Regions from separate parts of the Mus musculus genome. Here all the other regions are linked to region 3. Evidence: chromatin contacts called from public Hi-C and promoter capture Hi-C data. All regions are on one chromosome and are shown on one strand. The core of a region is the stretch at or near the end of the contact, and the rest is flanking DNA. Distances in the headings are between cores, read along the strand shown.

The links. Promoter capture Hi-C pulls out the DNA fragments that hold promoters and counts their contacts. A called contact is a pair of places that touch in the nucleus more often than the background predicts.
Region 1: a Hi-C map of bone marrow-derived macrophages shows a contact between it and region 3, with 9 read pairs. The contact joins the enhancer-like site here to the promoter of Smyd3 in region 3. A contact is called at or near these places in 2 of 39 promoter capture datasets (the 3T3-L1 cell line and hippocampal neurons) and 1 of 484 Hi-C or Micro-C datasets (bone marrow-derived macrophages).
Region 2: a contact with region 3 is called in a promoter capture Hi-C map of hippocampal neurons, with 3 times the contacts expected there. The contact joins the enhancer-like site here to the promoter of Smyd3 in region 3. A contact is called at or near these places in 5 of 39 promoter capture datasets (3T3-L1-derived adipocytes, HPC-7-derived erythroid cells, hippocampal neurons and 2 more), 1 of 15 datasets of contacts at CTCF or cohesin (large pre-B cells), 2 of 115 datasets of contacts at active chromatin or transcription factors (stem cell-derived neural progenitor cells and trophoblast stem cells) and 1 of 9 other capture datasets (liver).

Annotation. Positions count from the first base shown.
Region 1 is chr1:178,491,030-178,494,734 of GRCm38.p6, forward strand. No RefSeq gene overlaps it. Among named protein-coding and RNA genes, the nearest start is that of Gm31289, 11 kb to the right of the region's middle. Within about 2 kb of position 1,647, at least 46 of the 459 cell types and tissues checked have an H3K27ac peak or open chromatin away from gene starts, as enhancers often do. A contact at or near this core is called in bone marrow-derived macrophages, where this site is marked.
Region 2 is chr1:178,452,669-178,456,111 of GRCm38.p6, forward strand. Efcab2 (EF-hand calcium binding domain 2) reads left to right here. Exons shown (of 7, transcript NM_026626.3): 3 at 3,148-3,220. Among named protein-coding and RNA genes, the nearest start is that of Efcab2, 48 kb to the left of the region's middle. Within about 2 kb of position 1,678, at least 14 of the 459 cell types and tissues checked have an H3K27ac peak or open chromatin away from gene starts, as enhancers often do. A contact at or near this core is called in hippocampal neurons, where this site is marked.
Region 3 is chr1:179,515,913-179,519,348 of GRCm38.p6, forward strand. It overlaps Smyd3 (SET and MYND domain containing 3), which reads right to left and starts at 2,129. Exons shown (of 12, transcript NM_027188.4): 1 at 1,876-2,129. The coding sequence starts at 2,039.

The DNA of each region.
Region 1 (3,705 bases), core at 397-2,896, 1.0 Mb before region 3:
CCTAGGTTGGAGTGGGAGTCCCTCTGAGATGAAAGCACAAGTCTTCTTCCAAGGTCTTCCTGTCTCCAGTGCAGGGACTCCACATGCTCTCCTCAGACACACAGCTTCTGTCAGTAGGAACAAAGGCTGTTGAAAATTGCTCTTTCTTCCATGTTTGCCTGAGAAGACTTGGTTCTTCAAGATTCAAAACACAGTTTACCTTCAAGAATGGTCAGTGAGGAGAGGCAAAGGAGAGGAGAATTACTCTTCCTCCCTAACAGAAGTAAAAATAGAGCACTAAAAATAACTAAATTATTCTGTCAGAGAAGATTTCCCCCTTTAAAGCTAAAGTGTATAGGATTTTATAAACTGTTTTATTATGCTGAATTGGTAAACAACAGTGTGGTGGGCCCTCACATATCTTCACCTTTCCAATGGCTATTAGCTCAAGGCCAACCCAGTCTGCATTTTAATAATGTCACCCCTTCATTATTTTAAAACAAATATAAGACTATTTGATTCTGCCCATAATTTTTTCAATAGGTATATTTTAAAAATGCAGCACATCTAAAATATAATAAATCTTTAAAAATAACCACTGCTCTCAGTTCCTCTTCTCATTGATAACATACTTGACAAGAAGTAACTTAAGGGAGCTAAGACTCATTGTGGCCGTTGTTTAAGGTGACAGTGCATCATGGCTGCAAAGGCACGCAAATGTGGCGTAGCCTGCCTGCATCTCAGCACATCAGGAAGCAGGCAGACTGAGGTAGAAATGGGGTGGTCGCCAATCCATTAGGCCCAGTGTCCAGCAACCTACATCTCTCAGCAACGTACCTTTCCTGAAGGTCCCTTCCAAAGAAAGCCACCAGAAGGGAACCAAGTGTTCCCACACATGAGCCTACGGAGAACATTTCACAATTAAGCCATGGTGACCACAACACTGTGGTCACTCTTGGTAGTTGTTATCAGCTACCAGCTAGTGTTGAAGTAATCGTTTTCCCCACTAATGTAAAGAACACACACGAAGTAAAAGGCACTATTATGTTGGATTAACTTTTTTAAAGCTGCCATTAATGCATAGTTCTCATTTCCTACTACCTTTTCTCCTTTGGAGTGTTTTGAAGAGTCCAAGACATGCCTGTGTTCTCACAGCCTGGGTTTTGCTGGTGGCACCCGCACGGCATATGCAGTTGAGGACATTATATTCCACTGTCTGTCCAACAGGAGCAGCTGCCTAACGGCTTGATCCAACATAAGGGTAACTTTCTGTGGGGGCAGGATTACCTTCTAATCTTGTTCTAAGCAGTGGAATCAATGACTCAATCCCAGTGGTAGGAGGGTTTATCATTTTGTTTTAAATCCCCATTTGTTGGGCAAGCAGCAACAACAAAACCACAAAACTAAGGAAGAAAACCCAGTAGGGTCTTCAAAACAAAAACAGTGAGGTAGGTGACTTTTTCTGGGGAGACCTGAGCAAATTCAGTTTGTTTACAGTTTGTATAACATTGGGGAAGGAACCTTATGAATCCTATAAGTTTCCAGGATTTTGTTTGTTTGTTTCCAGTTGTGAGGTTTTTGACTTCCTGGTCTTAGGAGCCTCTCTCTTTCCTCCAGGAAGTTGCAGTTCTGGAAAAACAGCTAAACAGGAAGCAGGGAAGGCAAAGTTTACATGACTCATGGCTGACTAACCAGATTAGTCTCCACAGAAGGGAAGCAGCAGGCCAATAGTCCGAGGGCAAGGCTTGTTGGCTTCAAGTCATCTGTGCTAGAGAGAGGACCCTACGTGCTCTGCAGTTAGGTGGGCAGGCACAGTGAGGAGTCTGGATCCTAGGGCATACTAATGCTTTAAGTTAAAACAAGGTAATTGTAGAAGAAGGCAAATTCTTGCTCTAGATGGGGGAAGCATGGAGGGTGGACTCAGAGCAGAGCAAAAAGAGGCAGAAGAATCTAGACTGAACACACAACTGGACAGTGCCCAGCTGGCTCAAAGTTTCTTTTCTGGACAATGGATGCTTCCCTGATGGTAAGGTGGGGTTGAAGGTGGAAAGCCTATGGGTAGAGTATAAACATGCTTATGTTACTATGGAAATATCTCTGCAGGGCAGTGATCACTAGGTGATGAAAACAAGGCTTTTTGCTAAGCTTCAATCCAAGAAGAATAAGTGAGAGGACATGAACGCCTACATCAGCCCATGCATATATGGCTAAGCACCCTTCATCTAGTCTCTCTTCACCTCTAGCCTCACATTGCAGATTATTTTGAAAACAAATTCTAGACATTACTTCATTTTTGTCTGTAAGAACTGAGAGACGTCTTGGCTATATAGGGAGCTCTTTCCCTTTCTCTAGCTGACTAGAAGCTGTCAGACGTAGAAGAATTCTTCAGTGTCCCCTGAGATACACTGTTCCAGTGCCCACCCCTGACTTCACAGTGTGCTCTTTCTGTTGCTTTATTCCAATCAGGATCCAACCAAGGTCAGCCATTGTCACTCCTGGACACTTCCCTCTCTTTTGCTGTACTGTTTCTCTCCTACTCTGAAGCAGAAACTTAAGGTATCTTTGGAAAGTTGGTTGGATGGTGTTTTGCCAAGGCAAACACGTGAAGGAACATTGTGTTAAAGTAGTCACAGGTGTGAAAGGCTAAGGCAGACTCGTGAAGGAACGTTTTGCTGAAGCAGACACAGGAGATAGGATGTTCTGCTAATGCAAACACGTGAAAGGACATGTGATGAAGGATTCTTTGCTAACAACACACATGTATTGGTCCGCCATTACAGTGTGTAGTTGAGCTCCATTTGTCGGGATGGACTCAGGCTGATTCGATGCACATGCTGAGGCAAGACCAGGGCTGAGTCAAGGCACGTGGAGGACATGTGATGTTTGGAGGGTATAAATAGGACTCCACGGAGCAATGGAGACAGAGCTTGGCTTGCTGGTACAGCTAGCTGTGCAATGCTTGTGGGTCTCAAGTCTGCTGATCTTCACTTCCCTGAGAGAGGCACAGCCAAGAATGTCTCCTGGTGTTCTTGCTGGTCCCTCCTGCTGACTCCAGCAGAGGCTGAGGCCTGGTGGTCTCTGCTAGGTCGTGCCACCGCTGTTAGCAACCCAACTCTACCAAACTGGACTAACTGCTGGTGTATCTGTAAAGTGTTTGTGAGTAGATGGAACTGCCACTCACTGCCTGCTAACTTGTAAACTGAACTGCTGATTTCCAGACAACACAGACAGGAGTTGCTCCAAAGAACCTTCCTAAACAGGTCCACTTCCCATGTATTTCTTTCCCACTACCTCTGGTGGGTGGTGGGCTACAAGGAAGGTTAAAGCTTTTAAGAACCGTCATTAAAAATAAGGTTTGGCAGTGGTGGTCCCAGCACTTGGGAGGCAGAGGCAGGCGAACTTCTGAGTTTGAGGCCAGCCTGGTCTACAGAGTGAGTTCCAGGACAGCCAGGGATACACAGAGAAACCCTATCTCGAACAAAACAAACAAAACAAAACAAAACAAAACAAAACAAAAAAAAGGTTTGGAAAAATTAAAAAATTAAAGTTACTCTAGTCTTTCATGTAGAAGAATTCTCTCCATTTCTGGAATTATCTGGTTAGGCTTTTGTGGCATTAAGATGCCCAGCTATTCCCTGTGTTTCTGTAGACCAACCCTTATATCTTGGGATTTGATCAATTCTTTCTTTCTTTCTTTTTTTTTTTTTAAATAAATCAACTTCAAGG
Region 2 (3,443 bases), core at 428-2,927, 1.1 Mb before region 3:
AGGAAGCTTCTCTACTGAAGGTTGAGAATAATTCACTGGTCTATGGCATAGTGGTTTGAATGAAAATGATTCCATACACTCATAAGGAGTGGCACTATTGGGAGGTGTGGCCTTGTTGGAGTAGGTGTGGCCTAGTTGGAGGAAGTGTGTCCCAAGACAGGTCCAGTGGCATTTTCTCTTCCTGCTACCTGCTAATCGAGATATAGAACTCTCAACTACCTCTCCAGCACCATGTCTGCCTGCATGCTGCCATGCTTCCCACCATGATGATAATGAACTAAACCTCTAAAAGTGTAAGCCAGCTCCAATTAAATGTTTTCCTTTATAAGAGTTGCTGTGGTCATGGCATCTCTTCACAGCAATAGAATCCTAACTAAGACATAGGGCATACCAATATATCATTAGGAATCATTTTATTCCTGAATATGCTCATTTAGCAAAATAATAGAGGTAGGTTTTCCAGAGGGTCCATGACTTGAGTGGGCCTTAAGCCCCCCCCCCCAAAAAGTGATTGGTTAATTCCATAACATTCATGCCACTATTGAATGAGCAAGCACATCTTGAAGGCAGGTCATCACTAAAGCTCACAGGGTTTGTAGCCGGGTGAGATTGAGCTTGATGAGATTTCTGGTGCTGTGCTTAGAATCTTCTAACACTATGAACACTAGCCAATAGGGTGAATCTTCTAGTTGAGTACCACTTAGATTTCTCCACTTTCTATGGTAGAAGTGTGTGGTGTCTTCAGCAATAACATCTTACCATCAAGTTGGAAATAGCCTGTGGTGTTTGGGGAGCCTGTGGGACCCCTTTGGCTAGTGACTCAGAAAGATGTAACCCATTCTTGATACTGAAAATTTTATTTGGCAACAAATAATATCTACTTGTGGTATTGTCTCCCCCATAATATAGTGACTCTATTTAAATTCCTTTTATACATGTATATATTTTAGGAAGTTTCTACAGTAGTAGATTTTCAAATAGCTTTTCTAAAGGTATTTATAATGTTAGTTGTTCACCCCCATATTCCCTCCTCTATGCTGTCCTCCCTTCCCCCACCCCATGTAATCCTTGTAATTCCACCTTTATTCACTTATAGCATTATATTCCATTTCCCTTCCTTAGATGACCCTCCCACGATGCTTTTTTATCTCAGAATTTTGTTTCATTTGCTGGTTTTTCTGAACTCTGTCCTCGTTGTTGACACTTCTGTTTTGTGTTTCTTGAAATTACATTTTCATCTCTTTTTTGTTTGCTTTCAGATGGGGGTCTCATGTAGCCTAGGCTGGCTTTGAACTTGCTGTGTAGGAGAGGGTTTGAGCTGCTGATTCTCTTGCCTACATTTCCCAAATGCTTTGGATTGCAAGTGTGTGCTGCTACATCTGGTGTTTTCATCTCTTTTGGCCTTTTCCTACATCTCCCTTTCAATTTTCTTTCTTCCTAAGCCTCCTTCTCTTTCAGTGCAAAGACCTGACCCTTTTCTTGCCTGAGTTTTCTTTTCTCTGTTTCTCATCCCCAGGAGCATCACTGTTCCTGGGGCTGTAGCATCAGCAGCCTGATTTCCTCACTACGGCCAGCATCTCAGCCCGTCTAGAAGCCATCTGGAGCTCTGCGGTGCCCACCTGGCCCCTTCTGCTGTGTTCCCAGGCTCCTGGCTCCCATCACTCCTCTCTCACCAGTGCTTTGTGTGAGAGTAGCATGGAGGATTGCTTAGGCTCTGTGTATCCAGCCTGGGAAACAAGGGAAGCTCTGAGTCACCAGGGCATCTACTGTGATTGCCCTTTCTTCCCACCACATGGACTTGGGTACTTTCCATCCCTGCTGGTGTTCAGATTTGAACTAAGGGCCTCACACATGGAGAGCTCTTGAAATAGATTCATCTCACTTCATTACTATCTACAGAAACATTTAGAAAGCCTGGCGTTTAAATACCACCTTCTTGTCCCTTCCTCATTTCCCCTTCTCTCTTCCTATCAGCCACCCTCTGCATTGCCTTCATTGCAATGTCGCTAAAGGTAACTCTTAGTGAGCTACTCTCTCTGGCCATGTGTCTGTCTGCCATTTAGCTGGGCATTTAGCTGGGCATGCTACTCATCTTCAGAGAGACAGACACTTATGCTTCCCAAGACACAAGCCCAGTGCTCAACCAATGAGTTACAAACTTGGCTCTTAGCATAGTAGAGGCAGTAGTTCACATTGCTGCCTTCATTGATGTCTCCAGAGGAAGAAAAAGGGGCTCTATCCTTTTCATATACTTTTCTGTCTTCAAGGAGTAATAGATCGTATCCAGGCCCATTTTCACTTTCCTATGACAGAACACTGTTGTAGATCTTTCTATTCAGAACTTCCAAACTTTCTAGTGCAGTGGACATAGACCAAAGCTAGTGTTTTGCAAAGTCTGATTCCATCCCACAGTTTCTTACAGGTTTTATAGTTTGAGTAACAATGTGAAGATTCCTGTCTGCACAGACCTTGTGAGGGTGGTCTCTGGGTCTCATGAACACCAAAAGGATGTTTCTATTGTAGTTTAAGTGTGTTTACAAAAGCAGATGTGGGTAGCCATTGGGACATTCTTTCGTTAGCAAACATAGTCAACTTTCTACAGATAGCTTTGTAAGCATTTGCTTTTGCAAGATAAGAGAACAGAATTCAACTGAAACAAGTAGGAGTATAAGCAGAGTGAAGGAAAATTTAACCCAGCCTGTCTCTTCTTCCTCCTGTAGCCCCCAAGCTACCACAGTGCAAGGCTACAGTTAGATTGTGCTGGAGTGTATTAATGTACTAAATGGTTAACCTATATTCTCTTTCTTTCTCTATCAGAGTTAAACAACAGTTAAAACCAGCCATCAAGTGGCAGACATTGTTTCTTCCTCCCCTCATTTTGTCCTTATTCCTTTTCTGGAGCTTTGAGATTTTGAACTAGTCAGGGCTTGATTTGCTAGTTATTGAAAACCTTGGGCTGCTTTGCTTCTTGCAACCTTTTCTTTTCCCAGGAAGTTTCTCATGTATTTGTGAGCCAGTACTTAAGTGAGGTGCTTTGCTATGTTACCTGTAATCTGAAATAATTTCAACAATTATTTGATAATTTATACTACAGTTGCCTCTCCAGAATTTATATTCTAAAACTTTTCACAACTTTTTTTTTTCTAGAGAGATTGGGACAATTATCAGGTCATTAGGATGCTGCCCGACTGAAGGAGAGCTGCATGATTTCATTGCAGAGGTAGGTACATGGTTGAGAAAGTGTCACTGAGCTGACTCTAGAACTTGTAATACAAACCAACCAACCAACCAACCAACCAACCAACCAACCAACCAACCAACCAACCAACAACTAACCCAAAAACCCTTACCTCAAACTGAAACTGCCCTAACTTACTGAGGGTGTTGTTTGAGAGTGTTAGAATACCTGTGCACATAAGTCAACCAATGGAACCCGTAAGCAT
Region 3 (3,436 bases), core at 879-3,378:
CCAGACTACAGCCCGACCACTACAGGGCAGTTCTGATTTGGTTCCTGTTCATCTTCACATCCAGGTTTCTCCCACCCTTAAAGCAAAGCTGAGAGTTCCCCAACAACCTTTCAAGAATTTTTTTTTTTTTTTTTTTTTTGGTTCTTGAATCACCATGGTTCTCGAAAGAAAAATGATAAAAGTCAGGCTCATTGTGTACTTTATTCTGGAAAATGGGAGATTCTTTCTAACGTATGACTCAAAATCAGCTCCAAGACAATATTTGTACAGAACTCCAGTACTTCATAAAATATATATATATATATATATATATATATATATATATATATAGCAAAATTTTTAAAAAGAACATCTCAGCCAGGTGTGGTGGTGCATGCCTTTAATCCCAGCACTCAGGAGGCAGAGGCAGGCAGATTTCTGTCTCGAAAAACAAAAACAAACAAACAAAAAAGAACATCTCAGGTTGAAGAGATGGTTCAGTGGTTAAGAGCACTGGCTGCCCTTCCAGAGCACCTGGGTTCAAAAGACAATCTCTGATCATTCCATTACTAATTTGTCATTGTTTATGATTAAATGCACCTGCTCTACCCACTGAGCAACACAGCCTTCAAACTATGTCTGCAAGGAGGCTTACATCATCTTTACCACTTAATGCTTTAGGACTTAAGCAGTAAGCTCTCTGCCATGGGGTGAGGTACATCTACACTCTAAATAGCCTACAAAGTATGTAACACAATGAAGGAAGAGTCCTGCTTTCTCCAATTAGTCTGTGAGAAGGGGGTTCGTGGCATTCGAGGCCGAGTTGTGAAGGGAGTGAATTGCTTTAACCCCACAAACTTCCCGCTGCTCTTTCAGCAACAAATCGCGTGCAGGTGTGTGCATGTCATTTCGATCACCACTTGAGAAGATAACAGATAACATTATTATTTGCTAACTTTAAAATGCAAAGCGAAGTCTTCAGTTATAAACTAAACAAGAATATTGTGGAAGCCGGGCGTTGGTAACAGCAAGACTTTGGGACGCAGAGAAGGCCAGCCTAGTCTACAGAGCAGCTACAGAGAAACCCTGTCTGAGGGGGCGGGGACTGAGGAGGGAGGAGAGGGGAGCGAGGGGAGTATCCTGGAATGTATAGTAAAGCTAGACTCCCCACCTCTACCCACCCCAAACACAGAGGGATGGGTCTGGAACCTACCTACCTCAGAGTCCTTATCCCAGTGCATGGTGGGAACCCGATGTGTGCGGACGGAAGTGTATATGTTACACAACTCTATAAACAGTAAAGCACCCTCCGCTGACACCGTGCTTCCAGACTTCGAAACACTGTCACATAAACTGTTGCATCTACACAGAGGTGGTGAGTTACATTTGTCCGCACAATCTCTAGAGGGCAAAGCACACCGCGAGTCCTACGCTCCTAGAGTAGACTGTTTGCATCTCTTATTTTGCTCTTTTGTTACACGGTTAATTCTCATTTGCTCCAGTCCTTAGGGATGTCTCATTCATCTTCCTAAACCCAAGCCACGTAAAATCCAGACCAGCAAAGTACAACATAAACACCAGGCTTCTCGCTCCTCCCGCAAGACAGGTCAGGTGGGGCCTCAGTTCTGATCCTGACGTACACACCCCTACTCCTTCCCAGACTCACACCCCCCTGCCACTTCTGATTTCCACAACCAATGAAGCTCGTTGCACAGGCTTTGAATATTTTTGTTCCCCAGCAAAATTATCTGCCCGACGCTTCCCCTTCATCTGCACCACTGCCTCCCCCAATTCCCACCGCAGCCTAGGGTGCTGCAGACACCCCACAGAGCTGTGCCCTCGAGGCCCACCCCCACCCGCAGAGCCACGCGCCCCGGGCTCAGGTTCCGTACGTACCCCAGTAGGCAGCGATCACAGACTACGCCACGACTCCCCTTGCACACAGTGTAAGCCAAGGGGTCGGAGCGGAAGAGCAGCTCCCCGGGGCGCAGTGGAGCCACAGCACGCAGCCCGTTTCCCCGGTTGGCAGTCGTGAACTTTTCCACCTTCAGTGCCTCCATCCTTCCTCAGATCCACACCTCAGATCCGAACTGCGTCCCTCAGCTTGAGTCTCGTGTTTTCTGACTGCGCGCCTGCGTCCTGCGCTTGCGTACACCAGGGGGCGGAGACGAGCGCGCAGGTCCTGTGAGCATGCGCAGGAGGACCTACTACAGCTCGGGATGGGGTGGTGTATTTCCTCCTGTATTTTATTCCGCGCTTTTTTTTTTCTTTTTCTTTTTCTTTTTCTTTTTGAGACGGAGTCTCACTATGTGTAGCAAAGACTGATCTGGAGCTCTCTTGATAGACCAAGGAACCTCTCTATTTAGACCTCGAACTCACAGGATTCTGCCCGCCTCAGCCTCCTCAGTTCTGGAATTCAAGGTGTGCTCCACCACGCCCAGCTTATTATGCAAATTTTAATGCATAGTGAAAAAAAAAATGGTAAGAGCCCATGAGTGGTGGCACACACCTTTAACCTCTGCACTGGGGAGGCAGAGGCAGGAAGACCTCTGAGTTTAAAGCCAGCGTGGTTTATAGAGTGAGTTTCAGGACAGCCAAGGCTATACAACAGAGAAGCCCTGTATCAAAAAAAAAAAAAAAAAAAAAAAAAGGGCAGTGGTTATCTGTATATTCAGCATCTAGATCGAAAAATTCTTAACATCTGCAGGGTTTTTTTTTAAGATTTATTTACTGTTATATGTAAGTGCACTATAGCTGTCTTCAGACTCACCAGAAAGGGCATCAGATCTCATTACAGATCTGTGGTGAGCAATCATGTGGTTTCTGGGATTTGAACTCAGGACCTTCAGAAGAGCAGTCAGTGCTCTTAACCACTGAGCCATCTCTCCAGCCCAGCATCTGCAGTTTTGGATCACACCTTCTGTATATCTATCTATATGCCTATATTTTTTTATAAACCGTTTTAGAGTTATGTTTGTTGAACCCTTTGAAATAATGTTGCAGTCAGGTCTTGAACTCAGAAACCCTTTATTCTCTTCCTCCTGAGTTCTTGGATTATGGATATACAAGCAAAGGATTATGGGTATACAATGAACAAGCAAAGGAGTAGGCACAAGACTGCCTAGGAGGGTCAGCATGATCAACCAGTTCTGATGCTCAGACTCAGCTATATGAGACCTATATCAGACCACACAAAGCTTTTTAAAGACAGCGTCTATTGTGTATCTCTGGCTGTCCTGGAACTCTCTGTGTAGATCAGGCTGGCCTTGAACTCATAGACATCCTGCCTCTGCCTTTCCTGTATACACGTCTGTGTGCCTTCTGGGAACCCCAGCAAACACACAAGTGGAAGACTAGCCTCAGTAACAGAGAAATCCTGCTTAAAACATCTTTTTCTATGAGTGATTTCTTACTTCAATCCAAATATTTTGTTGGTTTGTGACCATGCCTCACAATT